Linked DNA regions of Macaca mulatta: region 2 is linked to region 1. Evidence: chromatin contacts called from public Hi-C data. All regions are on one chromosome and are shown on one strand. The core of a region is the stretch at or near the end of the contact, and the rest is flanking DNA. Distances in the headings are between cores, read along the strand shown. Region 1 holds the start of SCAF4 (SR-related CTD associated factor 4). Region 2 holds the start of SOD1 (superoxide dismutase 1).

Region 1 (3,709 bases), core at 340-2,839:
AACCTACAAAATCTGTGAGATGCAGCACGTTTTTAATGCCACATCCACACATCTCGAACTACTACATTTGATTTTTCAATGTTGCTTTATCTTTGGTACTTGGAAAGGGAAGACAATACAGCTCAACCCATGACAATAGTTCCCATTCTGTAACCGCATTTTAAATCATCAATAGCCAAGTCTCCTCCTCCCAAATCGATTCTGACAAATAGGATGTATGGACTCTACACTCCAAAAGCAACACCTGGAATGATCAGAGAAACAACTAGAGAACTTTAAGGCCGCAGGCAGCTTTGTTCCCGGTTTGGAGAGGTTTTCACATGTAAATGTCCTCGTAGAAGGGAGCGGAGGATTAACTACCTCGGGAGGGGTGCGAGGGTAGGGAACTGGAGGACAACGCCAGCCTTCTAGCGGACTAAGGCGGAGCGAATACTCTTCTCTCCCATTCAACTTTTTAGGCGTCACGTTGGGGCTATAGAGCCTATAAGAGGGTTATGTTCACGACTTTAAATTATTATAACGAGCCACCCCCTCTCCGTTTATTAGCCCTATTTCCCAAGTGCGTGAATCTCGGAGAAGGGGGATGAACACCCTCTCCAACTCCTCCCAGACCCGGGATCAGAGTCCAGTCGTCGACGCGCCGCGGCCTGAGCAACAGGAGAGCTGAAGCCACCGCTCCGCCAGCCCCACGACCGGCAGATGCTCCCGTTCCCCCGCCCCCAACCCCACGCGCCCGCCCGCGCTTCTTTCTTAGCCCCTTGCGGGCTCCCAGCACTGCGAACCCGACAACGGGGCTCGCGGAAGAGACAGCGAGGGCGCCCGGACCCAAAAAAGGGACAAGTTAGAGGAACGGGCACAGACTTGGGCTAGGGGAGGCCGCAAGGGGGCGAGGGGGGGAAGCCCGAGGTCGCCGTCCGGGGGTGGGCAGTGGGGGGAGGGGTGCAGGGTCAGTTCCCGTGGTCGCCGCGACCTCTCCCGGGCCACAGGCCCCGCTCCGTGCAGGCCCCGCCGCCCCGGAACCGGGGCAGGAAGCGTCCCCACCCGGACCAAAGCTTTAAACCTCAGGCGGCGGGAGAAACGGGCCCCGGCTCCCGCAGCAGGCCCGGCACCCCCCTGCCCCGAGCACCCCTTACCTCCTGGTTGAAGGCGTTGACGGCGTCCATGTTCGCGCTGCGGCGGCGGCTGTTCCGGGCCCGCCGGTCACATAGACCTCGCGCCGCGGCGGAGCGGGGCCGGGAAACCAACCGGGCCTGGTGGCTGGGGGGAGGCGACGAGCGGCGGAGCCCGAGGCCCGGGCAGGAAGAGGCTGCGGCCGAAGCGGCGAGGCGGGCGGCCGAGGCAGAGGCGAAGAGGTGGCGGGCCCCCTCTCAGTCCCGTTCGCAGGATGAGGAAAAGGAGGCGGCGGCAGCGCCGGTCTTCAACATGTCCGTTTGGTGGTGGCGGCTGCGCTCTGCGTCTCGCTGACACGGCCCCCCGCGCCCTCACGCACTGGCTCACACTGGCCCGGCCGGCGAGCGGGCGGGCCTCTCTCTCCCTCTCTCCAGCGGGATGGCGGCAGCTGCCCGAGTCCACGCCGCGCGGGGCACCCTGGGACGGCTCAGGCCTCCCGGCGCTTCCTGTGCCCGGCGTCTGCCCCGCCCCGTTGCGCTGGCCCCGCCCCCTCCCCGCCTCGTCCCGCCCTGCGCCGCCCCGCGTGCCTGGCTGCTGGCGCGTGACGCCGGGACGCCGGGCGCTTTCCCGCCAGCGGCGGCCGCGGGCCGGGGAGACGGCCTGGCACCGAGGCCAGGCCCGGGCGGAGGGCGCCGCAGAGCGCGGGATCCTAGGGCTGCGAGGGTGACCTAGAGCAAGACCTGGCGCACGCGCGCTCCGCTCGACGCGGTGCTCCCGGGTGCGTCTGTGCGAAATGTTCGGCCCTAACCGGCCCTGCACCCAGCGGGGGCGGCGGGCATGGAGCCGCTCGCTCTCCGCTGCCGCGAACAAAGGGCGCAGGATTTAACCTCGGCCCTCTGGGCGTGCCTTTGCAGGCCCTCGTGCGCTCTGCTGGGGAAAAGAAAAAAAAGCTTTAGCCAATGCCAGTGCAGCTGTGTGCCCGCTGTAGTTGTGCAGGTTAATTCTGCGCGAGCTAAAACACCAAGAAAGACGTGCAGGCACTGGATATCCACGCAGGCCTTAAGGAACGCCTGTGCAGCCTTGTGCCACGAGAGGAGTGGATTCACTAACTTTCACGCTGATTCCTCAAACCAAGTTGTTTCATTTTTGGCCAAAACTGTTTATGCTGATCACTTTCCTTGAGTACCTACTGGCTGCCTGGTGTTAGGGACAGGGAATAAAAGATAATTGTTTTGCCTGAAAACACCACAGTTTAGTGCAGAGGACAGGCAACTGAGCAGATACTTATAAAAGCATGCTTAGTGTTACGGCAGAGGCCCTGGGAAACAAGAAAGATGCGCCTCCGACAGGAAGTCCAGGAAAGCTTCCTAGAGGAAGTGGCACCTGAGCTACATCTGGAGGGAGGAGAGGCCTACAGAGCCTGATGAGGACTGCCACCATCACCTCCCCGAAGGAGGACCAGCTGGAGCTTAGGAGCAAGGTGGACTGAGAGACGAGAGTGAGACCAGATCCTAAAGAGGCTTTGCTCTTCCAGAGTTTGGATTTTGCCCCCTTAAGGCAGAGGGGAGCCCTTGAAAGGGGAAGGTGGAGTGATGGATGCAGTGTTCTCAGAAGGATGGTGCAAAGTAGTAAGAGGGGACAGGGAAAGAATGGCCCTAGCCCCCCGGGAAAATGAGGACTGAAGGTGGTGGCGATGGAGAAGGAAGGACAGATGTTTAGGAAGTGGAGTGGAAGGGCCAAGGCAGAATAACTGTGAGGTTAATAAAGGGGGTGTCCAGGAGGAGGCCCAGAGCCTGACTTGATGAATGACATGGGTGGTGGGTTTATGAGTCAACGTAGGGAATATATGGGGAAGAAGGCGTGGGTTTGAGGGAAGACAGGATGATGGTTAACACTTGTCGCTTACCATGCGCCAGGGTCTCCTGACAAGCTATTCTGTACTGTTTCATTTAATCTCCGTAACAGGCTTCTCGGTGAGGTGTCTATTAGTAATGCCCTCATTTTATAATTCAGGGAGTGAGTGAACTAATGTGTCCAAGGTCACACAACTGGATCATTTCCGTCTGGGGCCTGTGGAGTTTGAGCTGTCCCTGGGACAAATAAGTGAGGATGTCTAGGAGGCAGTTGGATAAACACGTGCAGAGTCAGGAGCGATGGCTGAGATGATAGAAATCTGGGAGTCATTAGTGCACAGCTAGTGGTGGAAGGAGCTGAAATAGGGGGAAAAAGCCCAGGAACACAGGTATGTAAGGGATATGTTGGAGGTAAGAAGAGGTGAAGAAAGAGCTCTGAAGTGATCAGCTCTATGTGGTGCTGGAAGTAAAAGTCCAGCAAGATAAGAATTGGAAAGTGCCTGATGGGTGCTACATGCAGGGAGCTTGTCCTGCGTGTAGGCTGGCGTGGTGAGGGCAAAAGCTAGACTGATGTGTATCAAAGAGGGGAAGGCAGGCAGGAGAAAGTTTATAGAAACTTGGCTGTGAAGGCAAGCTGTGAAGACAACAGAAAAAACTTGTTGGAGGAAGTGAGAGTGTTTGCTTGTGTGTTGTTTTGTTTTGAGATGAGGGTAATGTACTCTTAATTACTTGTTAAAGGAACAAAG
Region 2 (3,356 bases), core at 297-2,796, 72 kb before region 1:
CAGAGAAACTTCAGCCTTGGGCAAAGGCCGTTTGGCCAGCATTTGCACTGTTTATGCAACCGTTTAGAATATACGAATTATCTGGAAACTACTACTAAATACAACACGCAAAACTGCAAATATGTATACTTCCTAGAGGATGATAAAAAAAATGTGAATTGTGTTTTCTCTGATAGAGGATGCATTAGAGTCTGAGGGTCTAAATAACATAAATAATAAATAAGTAAATAAATAGATAGTAGTGTACTCCAAACGAGGCTGGAATAGCTTCTATCGTTGTTTCACGCTGGACTTGAATTAAGTCTGAGTATTTTGCCATGCTCAGTACGAAATACTAGGCTGGACGTGGTGGCTTATGTCTGTAATCCCAGCACTTTGGGAGGCCGAGGTGGGCAGACTGGCTTGAGCTCAAGAGTTTGAAACCAGCCTGGGCAACATGGTAAAACCCCATCTCTACCCAAAATACAAAAATCAGCCAGGTGTGGTGCCACATGCCTGTGGTCTCAGGTACTTGGGAGGCTGAGGCAGCAGGATGACTTTTGAACCCAGGAGGTCGAGGCTGCAGTGAGCTATGATCGTGCCACTGCACTCCAGCCTGGGTGACAGAGCAATACCCTGTCTCAAAAATCAAATAAACAACCCCTTCGCCCCGGACTAAAGTAGTTTGTACTATTTTCTCATTTCATCAAAGTTTTTGAAATATTTCCCTTGAAAGGTAAGTCATATTTATCATTCCTGTTGTATGGAGACATCACAAATTATTTCACCATTCTACCCTCCTTGAGTGTTGTGGCCTTGGGGCCAGGCAAAAACGCAGGAGATGCCTAGAAGCCAACTAGTTGCCGTTTTGGTTATCTGTGGGGTTGTAGCGTTGCCAAACAGGAAAAATATAAAAAGAATACCGAATTCTGCCAACCAAATAAGAAACTATGTGCTAAGGACTAAAACAACTGCAGGGGAAGAAAAGGTGAGGCCAGGGATTGAGGTGTAGCGACTTTCTATGCCCTCAGAAAATTAAAAAACAAGACAAAAAAAAAAAAAAGAAAACTACAAAAGCATCCATCTTGGGCCGTCCTAATTTCTGAGTAACAAATGAGATGCTGTGGCGAAAGTCAGTCATAACCAATGACATTTCTAGACAAAGTGACTTCAGATTTTCAAGGCGTACCTTGTTTACATCATTTTGCCAATTTCGCGTCCTGCAACCGTCGGGCCACGCCCCCGTGAAAAAAAGGCTGTGTTTTTTTCCACATTTCGGGGTTCTGGACCTTTCCCGGCTGCGGGGCGGGGGGAAGTCTGAGGCGCACGCGGCCCCTTGGCCCCGCCCCCAGTCATTTCCTGCCACTCGCGTCCCGAGGCTGCCGCAGGGGGCGGGCTGAGCGCGTGCGCTGTGACTGGTTTGGGGCCAGAGTGGGCGGGGCGCGGAGGTCCGGCCTATAAAGTAGTCGCGGCGCCGTGGTACCGCTTTGCGGCGTAGTCTCCTGCAGCGTTTGCGGTCAGTCTCGCAATATTCGGAAGCAGGACCGCGGCGTGGCCTAGCAAGTCATGGCGATGAAGGCCGTGTGCGTGTTGAAGGGCGACAGCCCAGTGCAGGGCACCATCAATTTCGAGCAGAAGGCAAGGGCCGGGGCGGAGGCTTGTTTGCGAGGCCGCTCCCGCCCGCTCGTCGCCCCGAGCACCTGTGCTAGGAGCGGGTGGCCAGCCAGGCCTCGGGACCGCCCTGGTCCCGCGCCCGGCCTCGGCCCGTGCCGCCCGGTCGGTGCCTTTGCCCCCAGCGGTGCGGTGCCGGCTAAGTGCTGAGTCATCGGGCGGGCCCGGGTGCGGGGTGTGGGACCGAGGCCGCCGCGGGGCTGGGCCTGCGCGTGGCGGGAGCGCGGGGAGGGATTGCCGCGGGGGCGGGCGTGGGCGTGCTGCCCTCCGGGGTCCGTGGGCGGCCGCCGCGGGCTCTGTCGTGGTGCTTGGAGCAGCTGTGCTCCTCCCTTGCTTGGCTGTGTTCTCGTTCCTGAGGGTCCCGCGGACACCGAGTGGCGCAGTGACAGGCCCGGCCCGGGGTGGCGACTGCGCCTGGGCCCGGCTGGTGTCTTAGCATCCCTCTCCGCGTTCCGGCTTCAGCGCTCTGGGTCAGGGAGTCTCCGCTTTTGTACAGCTCTAAGGCTAAGTATGGTTTTTATATTTTTAAAAGGCTTTGGTAAACAAAAATACGCAACAGAGACCGTTTGTGTGACACTTTGCAGGAGTTTGTTGGCCTCTGTTCTAGGTCATGGTTGGGCTGCAAGGGCAGAGAAGGTAGCCTTGGATAGAGGTCCTTTTCCTCCTCCTAAGCTCCGAGAGCCAGAGTTTTAACTGACCGTTTTGGGGACTTTCGAGGGCAATGATTCTTAACTTTGGGTGCACAATTAGCTTATTTGAAGATCTTACTAAAAATACACCAGAGCCCAACCTCAGACCAATTACATCAAAACCTGTCCCAGCGCAGGTGATTATTGCTGTTTTTTAAGTTTCCAAATGTGATTTTGATGTGCACCTACGATTGAGGACTGTTGTTTGAGGACAGTGGGTGCGGTTTGGGATTTGGAAATTGGGAAGACCTGAAGTTTCCATTACACGGAATTGGTACTTAGTAACTCTTGTCGGAGCATTTCTTAAGCCACATTTTCTGTGAAGTGGCTTTAAAATTGCTCTGCCAGTAGGCAGGTTGCTAAGATGGTCAGAGACAAACTTCTGAACGACTCTTGTAAAATGTAGTACAGAAATATTTTCATAACTATTATCAGTAAAATTGCAAAACGTCTTGCAAGGAAGGTGCTTGTGATAACACTGTCCCCAGAGCCTTAGTGAAGTTACCAACTGGTGGAAAATTGTCTGGTACTCGGCTTAAAAGTCATGAGAGAATATTTATCATATGAATGAGATTCAGTCTTTAAAGGGGTTTACAGAAAGGTGAGAGGACAGGAACAGTTAGTCTGTGCAAGTGTCTGAAATGTGTATGAGGGAGATACGAGTTTAGCTTTTTTCTTTAATACGTCTCCAGATTTTCTGGAAAAGGTTCTTTGGCATTTGACTCCATTTTGCTATTTCATTTGTCAGACTTCGTTTTGTCCCTCTTTACTTATTCCCACATAATTCACTAGTACTAGTGCTGTGTTTTGTTTCTGAGACCGAGTCTTGCTCTCTTGCCCAGGCTGGAGTGCAGTGGCGCGATCTCGGCTCACTGCAACCTCCGCTTCCTGGGTTCAAGCAATTCTCCTGCCTCAGGCTCCCGGGTAGCTGGGATTACAGGCGCGTGCCACCACGCCCAGCTAATTTTTTGTATTTTAGTAGGGACCGGGTTTCACCATGTTGGCCAGGATGGTCAC

The links. Hi-C and Micro-C count contacts between places; a contact is called where the count stands out from the background.
Region 2: a contact with region 1 is called in a Hi-C map of liver, with 2.5 times the contacts expected there. The contact joins the promoter of SOD1 here to the promoter of SCAF4 in region 1. A contact is called at or near these places in 3 of 14 Hi-C or Micro-C datasets (blood, cortical neurons and liver).

What each region holds. Positions count from the first base shown.
Region 1 is chr3:15,610,087-15,613,795 of T2T-MMU8v2.0, reverse strand. It overlaps SCAF4 (SR-related CTD associated factor 4), which reads right to left and starts at 1,589. Exons shown (of 18, transcript XM_077995859.1): 1 at 1,134-1,589. The coding sequence starts at 1,163.
Region 2 is chr3:15,682,821-15,686,176 of T2T-MMU8v2.0, reverse strand. SOD1 (superoxide dismutase 1) reads left to right here and starts at 1,546. Exons shown (of 5, transcript NM_001032804.1): 1 at 1,546-1,617. The coding sequence starts at 1,546.